Linked DNA regions of Canis lupus: region 1 is linked to region 2. Evidence: chromatin contacts called from public Hi-C data. All regions are on one chromosome and are shown on one strand. The core of a region is the stretch at or near the end of the contact, and the rest is flanking DNA. Distances in the headings are between cores, read along the strand shown. Region 1 holds the start of NFE2L2 (nuclear factor erythroid 2-related factor 2). Region 2 overlaps NFE2L2 (nuclear factor erythroid 2-related factor 2).

Evidence for each region. A called contact is a pair of places that touch in the nucleus more often than the background predicts.
Region 1: a Hi-C map of skin fibroblasts shows a contact between it and region 2, with 2.0 times the contacts expected there. The contact joins the promoter of NFE2L2 here to the enhancer-like site in region 2. A contact is called at or near these places in 3 of 9 Hi-C or Micro-C datasets (blood, liver and skin fibroblasts).

The regions. Positions count from the first base shown.
Region 1 is chr36:21,416,146-21,421,932 of UU_Cfam_GSD_1.0, forward strand. NFE2L2 (nuclear factor erythroid 2-related factor 2) reads right to left here and starts at 2,451. Exons shown (of 5, transcript XM_038584946.1): 1 at 2,427-2,451.
Region 2 is chr36:21,332,145-21,337,413 of UU_Cfam_GSD_1.0, forward strand. The region is part of intron 1 of NFE2L2 (nuclear factor erythroid 2-related factor 2); the gene reads right to left. Among named protein-coding and RNA genes, the nearest start is that of HNRNPA3, 29 kb to the left of the region's middle. Within about 2 kb of position 2,022, at least 9 of the 20 cell types and tissues checked have an H3K27ac peak or open chromatin away from gene starts, as enhancers often do.

The DNA.
Region 1 (5,787 bases), core at 1,201-3,700, 84 kb after region 2:
AGAATAGAGAAGGAAACCAGAGATGGAATCAAGGAACTGAGAGAGATCAAGTATGTCTCATGGACATAACAAATGTGCCAGATTGTTGGCAGCACTTGGAATAAAAAGGGATACTGGGGTTCATTGCTAATATCTCTAATAAATAAAGGACATGGCTAGCAGTCAGTGGATGACAGCTGGGGTAGAGAGTGTGACCTGATGGCTATGTAGTCTGGGTCTCAGAGGGCAGAGAACTGAGATGCATGGAAATGACAGTGTTTGACAGAATAAACCTGACCCAATAGGCTCCACTTACAAGGGCTACAGGGAAAGTAGTGTGCTTGCAAGGAAAGCCTTGTTAGGGCTTGAAAGCTAAAGAATGTCCAATGAAGAGGCTGGGAGTCTTCGTTGATGATAGTGTGGGATTCCTGAGGTCACAGAGAAAAAGTTTAAGAGGAAAGGGGGTAGTTGGAAGCTGAATCAAGGATGAGGACGAGAGTTCATAGAGTATATACCCCCTTGAAAGGACTTCCCTTTGAGGCACACATCAAGAATATCAAGGGTCTCACGGATAGCAGGTTTGGCAGCTGCACAGCTGTCACAGAGTTAATGGGTCAGGGCTCTCAGGATTCAGCTTTGTCCTGGGTATGTGACATCTCTGAGTCCTGGGTCTCAGAGTAGTCTGGGTCTTGGCTCCAGGAAAAGTTCCAGAGTGGAGGGCTGCTGGCCTACAGCTCTGGATGGTGTGTGATGGTGTGGCCCTTGAGATGCATGCAGACCAGTGGCTGGGTGATACTCAGTATCTCAACTTCACTCCCTCATATTCTACATTATCTCAATGCCTCTCGGTCTAGTCATTTTAGGACTCAGTTTTGTCTCCAAGCTAGAGCTGAGGAGGAAAGCATTCAGTAACTGTAGAGCACCAGGAGTTGTTTTCAGAAAGGCAGATTTCCTGACTTATCATAGAGTTAACTCGTGACAACCCAAGGAATATTAAAAGGCACTCCTTCAAGGAAAGATGTGATGTTTAGGGTAATGTCCTGGTACATTTGCTTTCATTAAGGAGGAGGAGGAGGAGGAGAAAGAGGAGGAGGAGGAGGAGGAGGAGGAGGAGGAGGAGGAAGAGGAGGAGGAGGAGGAGGAGGAGAAGAGAAAGAAGAGGAGAGAATTTAAAAAAGACTCTGATATGCTGCAAATTGATTTTTTCTTAAATATGAATGACAATCCACTTGGCCTCAGGTTGGTTTATTTATGTACTATAGTTATGTTCACTCTCCATGGTGAGGTTTTTGTTGTAGTTTGCTTAAAAGGCACTGGTCACATTTTAGCTTCTGTTCAGTTCATTACGCATGAACAGTCTAGTGTTCTTTAGAGTACTCTTGAACTCTTGAAATGACAAACGTTGAAGGGGCACTTTCCTTATGTTCTCCTTGTCAGCAGATTTTGTTATGAACATCTTGCTGGTAGACCCCATTGTTAAAAAGAGAAACAACAGGCCCAAAATGGAGTCATTTATGCTAAGCCTATGTCACCACACCGATACTTAATACCTAACTTAATTGCAGTTTCAGCCTCTCCCAGGAATGTAACCTTGAATCAGTCAGGCTGAAATTTCCTGGTTAGTGGTAGTGAGGCAATCTGCCTGATAGGTTCCTGCCATCCCCTGAAGAAAGATGAGGTAATGTGCTTTTCCTTATCCCTGCTCCTACAAAAGCCTTCCATTTTGTACAGCTCCTCAGAGTTCCTCTCTATTTGCTTAGATGGGATGCTCCCTGATTCATGAATTGTTGAGTAAAGCTAACCTGATTTTTATTTTTATTATTTTATTTTATTTTATTTTATTTTACTTTATTTTTATTTTTTGTTAACCTGATTTTTAAATCTACTCAGCTGAATGTTGTTTTTTTAACACCACGAGGAATAATGTTTTTTTTTTAAAAACTTTAGTGGGGCTTTGATGTAAAGTATAAAGGTCTTCTGTCTAAGTCTGCTCCACTCCTTTTCTTTGCATTATTAATTCAACCATAAGTTGCATGCTTTTCAGGAAGTGTGACCTTCTTACTAACTTCTTGAGCTTCAGCGTAGCATCTGGTGACATAGAGATCATTTTACAGCGGGTTCAAAGCATCGGTTGACAAAGAGTCAGTAAATAGCATTGTTTATATCTTAAAGGAATCCAATACTCACAGCAACCCAGGCAGTTTGGAGTTTGGCTGTATCAGATCCCCAGTGTCATGATGCAAATGATCATGTTTATATGACGTTCTGCGAAGCTACGCAGGCTCACTGATGATACTACCCTTAAGATACAGAAAACAGCTAGCGTGGAAAAGAGGCTAAGTGGTCAGTTTCCTCATTCATTGATATCAGTTTGTCATTAATTCTTTACATTCCCACATGATTGATTCAATGTATTTGAGAAAGGTGTAAGATACCTTACATCATACCTTAGGTTCTGCTTTTTTTTTTTAGAAGATGGGTGAGTTGAGAGTAGGCAGGCGATAGCTGTTTGCTGCTGTTGAAGTCGGTTGGCGCCAAGCTTTTCTGGCATTCTTTCATCTGTGCTGCCATCTAGAGAGGAGAATTAGAAACACACAAAGGTAAACTGGAAGTTCCAAAATGGAGTTATGGGAAAATGGATTCTGTAAATTAACTGGTAGAAGCTGTACGAAACATCAGTGAGCTTTGGGGGTGGTAATCTTATGGTTCTTCCCTCTCTCTCTGTCCCTCCCACATACAAAACAGGACTTGGAGATCTGTTTATTGTTTTTTATGACAACATTCCAGTCATTGCTGGGGAACTGTTTCCTGGATTCAAATGGACTTCTTACATAAGTAAAATTCAATTGTGTTAATTTTCTGGTACCTCCAGACTGGTATCCCTAGTTAAAATATTGCTGAAAATGCTCATATTCTCAGTCCTGCAGGATTTGGAGATGAAATGCCAGGATATGTGTGTGTGTGTGTGTGAATTAACAAGATAAAAAGGTCCTGTGAACACAGTGAGACAGTTTCCTGAAGTCAGTATGTTCCACAGAAACTACTAGTTCTGCTTACAGGTGAAATGTTGGTCAAATAAATTCGGGGGAATGCTAGGTAAACAATTTTAAACACTTTTCTTTATTGAAGGCAGAACTTCTGATAGTTTTTAATTTACCAGCATACACTGAACTTTCGAGAGAGAAAATGCTAGGCAAAATCTCCCAAACTTATTTGACCTTGAAGCCCTGGGCTTTTCATAGAACTGGTTGTGTGTGGAACAAACTTCAGGAAATATTACAACAGGGAAAGGAAGTTGGCCTGCTGCATGCATACCATGCGCAAATATACCAGTTCTCCCCTGATCTATCTTCCTCCTTCTGTGTCTAAATATTTTTGAAGCTTTGCTTTGGTTTGAGTAGAGATTGTGGGAATTTAACTATTTTTTTCCTAGCAGAAATTTTATAGGAGTAGGACTTGTTTGATAATTGTTACTTCCAGGTAAAACAAAGTAAGTTTACCTATAACTTTGGCCAGATTTTCTCTTGCAGCTTTTATGTCAAATAACATAAAATAAGATATGGTCTTCTTAGCCACATTTAGAGTGCTCTAACCCTATGCAAGGTGTAGAGAAAAGGGAAAGCTGAGTAAAATATGATTCCTGCCTTTGTCAAACTATTACATAGATGGAGTGATAAAGTTAGATACAACTTACTAAAAGATTCCTTATAAATAAGGTCTTACCAGATTTATTCATCAAGACTGAAATAACAGGGCTTTGTTTCCCCCATGGAAGAAAATAGCCTTAAAGATATACTGTTGTAGCAGCATCCATTGTTTGAGGATTTTGCTTTATTGTTATTTTTAAAAATTAAAATGTCAGTGACCATGAGAATATTCCTGTATTAATTCTGAAAAATGACATTCTTGGTGAAACTAAGTGAGCAATATTAATGCTTCTCTTTCAATAATTTTTCTGCACTTTTGGAAAGGAAATAAATAATTCAGGCATTTGACTTAAGAAGTAATGTCTCTGTTTAGGTATTAAAAAGTATAATAATAAATTATTATCTCTCACAAGGGACACATATTACTTTCATTTTCTAGAAGCAAGTAGTGTTCAGAAAAGAGAATCAGTTTGTCTAATGGCTTGTAAATTTGGGGGTTGAGTCCTGTTTGCCCTAAATCCTATGGACCCTTAGAGTGGGGCAGATAATTTTAGAAAACGTTTATATACCCTCTGATTTCTGTAACCTAAAAATATAACTTGCCAAACTGGAGTGGAAAAAAGTTTTCCTGGGAGGTAGAGAATTATACACATACATATACGACACTATATGAGAGCGGAAACCTTGGAACCATGTCTGTCCTCTTTACCATACTAAACCCAGTGCTTAGTACCGGCTTGGCATGCAGGTCCTCAGTAAAGATTTGCTCAATGAAGTACACACAAATGATAATGTTTGGGATTGGGTGATGGGCATGCATGAACACCTTCAATGTTTTGTCATGTTTTGCAAAAGAATTCATGGTTATGAATCTGTAAAGTCTTCTCTTTTCATGAAATGGTCTGAACGTGGTCAAGGGCAGTATCCACATTTGCAAATGTATTTTCCAATCAAATCTCAATAATTAATTAATCACATTGTAAGTCAGTTTGTGTATGACTAAGAACTTTTCCCTGCATAGTTGTTTGGTCATTCTCTAACAAATTCAGTCCCTGAATTAGTAGGCTTGAAAGAAAACTAGATTTGAAGGCAAAGATGAAATATTTTTTATACTTGTATTCTTAGTGCCCTGCTACATAATAGGTGTATAAGGTGTATACATAATAGGTGTATAAGCACATGTTGAAAAGAGGAAGAAAGCAAGCAAGCAGAGGACTGGTGGTGGGAGAGGGGATGTTGAAGAGAAAGAAAAATGAGAATTTGGAATCTTGGATTTTAGCCTTGGGTCAGCCATGTAAACTTGGGCCACTAATTTCTCCTTTTTGTTCCTCAGTTCGCTTATCTGGAAGCTACAATGTTGACCTAGTTGATCACTAAAGGCCCCTCCAGATTCTTTCTTAGTATAAACTTATTCTGTGTCCACTAGGGGGTACTGTAGTACTAGTGCAGTGGCCACTGTCTTCCAATTTATACAATTCTGATAATTTTTTTCCTGGAATTTATTCCCCTGAGAAACATTCCTGACTTTTAACTTTCAAGTTCAAATTTATACTACAAAGTATACTATGTAATTCAGTAATAGAAGCAGGATAAACCTGAGAAGAATTTAGCTTAATGATTCATTCAGCTCAGTAGGGAAATTAGAATCCTTGAGAGATTTGTGTAGTAAAATAATGAGAGGTTAAGATTTTGGTTAGGCCAAAAGAAGGGCCTTAAAACTCTTAAAGGAAAATAAATGGAACAAATTCTAGCCACCCTAACAAAAAAGGGGTAAACTTAAGAAGTATGCCAAATCTAAGTGAAGATAGCTATAACTACCCAGGAGTTAAAAGAAGGCTTAAGGAAAATAGAGATATACCATGTTCTTGGATAAGAAAAGAAGATTCAACATTGTAAAAATTTAAATTATTCTTCAAATATATTCATAAATATAATACAATTCCAATCAAAATTCCAATGGGATATTCTTGGAAACATGATAAAAGAGTTCTGAAATTTATTGAGATATATTCCACCGAGAAGAGTCCAGAAAAATGCTTTTAACCTTTTGAGGGGGGAGGGTTGAGCTATCAGATGTTAAAAAATATTATGCAATGGCTGTAATTAAAACAGTGTCATAGTGACAACAAAATAAACAGACCAATAAAACAGAATAGCAAGT
Region 2 (5,269 bases), core at 772-3,271:
CTTTTGTCTTTCAACTAGAAAACGGTCCGGTTTCCTGAGTCTGGCATGTTACTATGTACAGACATTTTCATGGGCTGCTTCCTGTTCACAACAAGTTTCTCAGCAATGACTCAGTCTAAGAAATATGATCCAGCCAGTTTACTGGAACTCTTGCCCATTATGTTTGTCTGCAGGCTGCAAACATGATGCAAAGATAAAGCAAAACCGGAGAGGGAATAGAATAGGAACTTGGGCTGTTGGTTTTCTCAAGAGGCACATATGTGTTTAGCCAAAAAGGAATCAGAAAGAACATTAATTTTCAAAAGGGGAGGTGATTCCACCTGCTACAAAACGTGCACAGCTCCAACTCTTCCAGGAGAAGTGTCACATCTGGACCCAGCAGCTTCTTACTTGGTGGTCTGTGTGTGGGAGGATGCTGCCACCAGCCTGGGAGGGCTTCTGAGAGGGTGCAGCAGGAGTTTGCCAAGGGACTGGCTTGGTTTGATAAGCAAACTTCAGGATACATCTTTCTAATCTCTTCCGCATTTTTTAAAAAAAAGATTTTATTTATTCATGAGAGACAGAGAGAGAAGCAGACACAGGCCGAGGGAGAAGCAGGCTCCCTGCGAGGAGCCCAATGCAGGACTCGATCCCAGGACCCCGGGATCACGCCCTGAGCCAAAGGCAGATGCTCAATCACCGAGCTTGCCAGGTGCCCCTCTTCTGCATTGTTTTAAAAAAGATTTTATCCATTTATTTGAGAGAGAAAGAGAGATCACAAGCAGGGGGAGGAGAGGAGAAGCAGACTCCCTTGCCAAGCAGGGACTCAGTTCCAGGACCCCAGGATCATGACCCAAGCGGAAGGCAGACACTGCTGGAGCCGCCCAAGGGCCCCTCTTCCACATTTTTTAACCAGCCACATAGACGTTCAGTTCTGGATGCCGTCCTCCACACACGGAAGGAACTTCCATCACTACTGGAATGATTCTCCTGGAAAATACACCTACCACACCTGCCCCCCCCCACCAAAGAACCTTCAAGAAACACTGGATCTAACTCTTCAACCTACTTTACCTAAGTTTCACCAGGCATGGACTCACCATGTGGCTCTGCTATCCAAGCTGAGGCCCAACAGCCCTGCTGCCCCTCCTGGGGCTCTTTACAGCCACCGCTGCTACTTCTAAACACCCTGTGGGATCCTTTACCCTCTTTGGGTCCTGCATTTGTAAAAAGAAATTATTTTTTTCAATCTTAAAGCTCCTTTTCAGATTTAACTGCCTACCATTAACTTTAAAAAAGCAAGAACCAGGGTGGGCACCCAGGCTTGGAGGCTGAGTAAGTACTGTACACTGGCTGACTGTCGCTAGTCAAAGACCTTGTCTGCCACGGTGGGAGCAGGTGTTGAACATTAGATACATATATATTCTAGATGGTAATACATATAAACAATCTAAAACACTTAGTTTTCTTTTTTTTAACTGTAGGTTCTGTTAAAATACATTCTAAGGAGTCTGTTTAAATTTTTTTTTAGCATGCTCTTTTTTGAGTATGAAATACTTCTTGAAATAATGAGCCATTAATGGCTAAAATGTCACTTTACTGGAATGGTGGTAGTTAAAATAAAGGTGATGGTCAGGATCAACAAGATTAGTGTACATAACTACTCTAAATGGATAGCCAATCCACCCATCTGTTATTTTTTAAAGATTTTATTCATTTATTCATGAGACACAGAGAGAGAGGCAGAGACATAGAGCTCCCCATGTGGGACTCAATTCCCAGACCCAGGATCACGTCCTGAGCTGAAAGCAGATGCTCAACGCATCAACGCCACCCAGGCGTTCCCCCCCATCTCCCCATCTAATACGTATGTACAGATCACCTCTCAGGTGCCAGTAAGTCTGCTAGGTGCTGGGGATGCAAAGCTAAATAAGACAGTCTCTGACCTTAGTTTGGACACAATGAGAAGCATACAGGAGCCAAGGCAGCAGGAAGGCAAGTATCATTAGGCTGCACAGAAAGACCTCATAGAGATCACAACTCACAAAAGTACCGCAGTCACAACTGTGTGAGTGTCCCACTCAATAAACAAGGGTTAAACCTGGTTTCAAAGGTCTAATCCAAGGAAACATTTGAAAGCAAAAGAGGTCGTGGAGGTGGAGAGAACAGAGAACAATGAATACAAGGCCAAATACTTGATGCATTCTTGGTCTCCCCTCTTGGTGGCGGTAATGGTTTACCCCTCTCCCCACTGAGGCTTGATTCCCCAGCGCAAGGAAAATTCTCAGACCCAGAGACTTCCTTCCCACATTTGGACTTTTAGGTCAGCATGACTCATGTCAGCTGAGCTGGGTATTACTGCTAATGCCACACTGTCACGGAAGGGCCCACAGGACCCACACAGCCCCTTTCATTTTTCAAACAGGGAAACAGGCCAGAGGATGAAATGACTTGTCCTAAGGTCAAAGGTCAAGGATTCCAAAACCACCTACCTCTCTACAACCCTTGCCAGGTTATTTGGCAGAGGGGGAAAAGATACACTGATACATTTTAGATCCATTTTAATTTTTAAATGGGCATCTCTTGCTCTAACTTGCCAGCTTGCAGGTACCTAACAGCTTCTGTTACAGCTGGCGCTTGCCAAGAACTTCATGGTTCACAGGGGTATTCGCCAACAGTATCTCATTCCAGCCTCACTGCAGTGGCCCAAGGGAGGTGGTTTATCTTCATTTAGGGATGAACACATTTAGGCTCTGGGCACCAAGCAACACTGCCCCAGATCACATGTTTGGCAAGTGGCAGAGCCAGGACTCCAATCCAGAACCGATTTGGGGCCTGCCAGGCTCTTCCCAAGCCGTGGTGCCGCTCCCTGGCATTCACACCACAACGGGACAAGGCCTGGAAACTGCTGTAGCCCCAGTGCCCTCTCCCCAGGCAGGACATGAAGACTTGGACGCTGTCTCTCTTTACACTCAGACCTGCCTGTCCTGATGACTCATGGGTATCAGGTCCACCAGCGCATAAGGAGAGGTTCAGGTTTAAATCTACCTTCCCATAAAGACAGTATTTACCCGTTATGTCTTATCTGGGCTTTCTTACAATGGTCGGACTAAACTGTAAACTCCTTTAGGGCATGACAATCTTTTTTTTTTTTTTTTTTTGACAATGTCTTTTAGATAGATAACACATGTATATGTGGTACAAAATTTAAAAGCTGCAACATAATCTCCCAGTTACCCTTCCCCAAGGCAACTGCTGGCACCAATTTTTTGTGTTTTCTTAGGAAGACATTCTATTAAAAACACATAAATAACATATAATCATTGTGCTCCACACTTATTAATGTATTTTTAGAGACAGTTCTAAATCAGGGCATAGAATTGTTCCATTATTATGATTATTTTTTAAAGATTTTAAGTAATCTCTACACCCAACGTGCAGCTCAAACTTACGACCCTGAGATGGAGTCACACGCTTCACTGACTGAGCCAGCCAAGTACCTGGCCCATTATTTTTATTTTTTTTTTAAAGATTTTTATTTATTTATTCATGACACAGAGAGAGAGAGAGAAAGAGAGAGAGAGAGAGAGGGGCAGAGACACAGGCAGAGGGAGAAGCAGGCTCCATGCAGGGAGCCCGACGTGGGACTCGATCCCCAGTCTCCAGGATCAGGCCCTGGGCCGAAGGCGGCACCAAACACTGAGCCACCCGGGCTATCCTGGTCCATTATTTTTAATGGCTGAGCAGTTTTTTCCTCATCAAGATGTACCAGAATAATATACTATTTAATAATATAACTATTTAATTAGTCTCTCATTGGGTTTTTAAGTTATTTTGGATCTTTTTCCTATTACAAATAATTTTTATTGCAAATTATTTGTTATTACAAATTATAAAATACTGCTATAATGAATATCCTTGGACATAAACCATTCCCTGAAAAGGTGTGAAGACATCTGTGGAATAAAGAATCGTAAGGGGAACTGCTGGGTCAAAGAGCACAGCTGACCCATGAACAATGTAGGAGTTAGTGGCACCAACCCCTCACATGGTCAAAAATCCACGTATAACTTTTTTTTTTTCCACGTATAACTTTTGACCAAAGGCCTTACTGGTAACAAACCATAGATTAACACATATTTTGCATGTTCTAAGCATTATATATTATATTCTTACAATAAAGTAAGCTAGAGAAAAGAAGCTGTTATTTAAAAAAATCAGAAGAAAGAGAAAATACATGTAGCTGAAAATCTCTGTGTGTAAATGGACCTGCACGGTACAAGATCAAACCTGTGGTGTTCCAGGGGTCACCGCATAAGCATATGCAACTAAGACACACGGTGCCCCACAGCTCCACACAGAGGTGGCGCCTTTCATACTCCCACCAGCAATGCGTGGCGGTGCCCATTTCCCACTCCCGTCCTGCACATGGTACCCACGTGGTAAGTACATACTAACTGAACAAGATGTCCTGTATTAATTCCAGAATCATTTCAAAACCAGCCCCTCCCTCTCACTTTTTAACAATGAAATTAGGCTGAAGATGAGAATACACATGGCACAGTCGGCTGGCTCGCAAGCAGCAGCGCTTTAACCAGCCGTCTACGTCCAGCCTTGCTCCAGCCCACTTGACCCTGGCCGGCGCCCTTGGAGCCAGGGGAACACTTGTAGGAGCGAGAAACCTAATAAGGGTGTGGCCCGCACAGGGAAGTGGCTGGGCGACGTCTCAGCAGCTGGAATACCAGAGCACGTCGGGCAGAAGCAAACCGCTGCCTTTCCCAGAGACCAGGCAAAGGTCAAAGGAAAAAAGCAAGTCCAGCCTGGCTGACCCATCTACCAAGTTCTTAAAGACCAGGAAAAGGATTCTTTCTAGGGAGGAGTCTCTCAGGAACAGATGTTTCTCAATCATTAAATTACATTTAGAGCACACAACAGACTAAGGAAAGCTGACAGTGATCTTGGGGACCACAGTCCGAACCCAGGTCTGTTGAGGAGGTTCCTGAGGCCAAGAAATGCTAAATGAGTAACCGTCTCATTTGATGAAGCAGAGCCAAGAAGGGGTCATATGGTCAAGCTAACACAAATTAAATTTTAAGGCAGACTTTCTATTGAAATGTCTCTTACTTAGGACTCAGGGAATACTAGGAATGACTTTGAACTTTTTTTTTTTTTTTTAAAGATTTTACCTATTTATTTATGAGAGAGACAGAGAGGGAGAAGCAGGCTCCTTGTGGGGAGCCTGATGCGGGACTCGATCCTGGGGCTCCAGGATCATGCCCTGGGTCGAAGG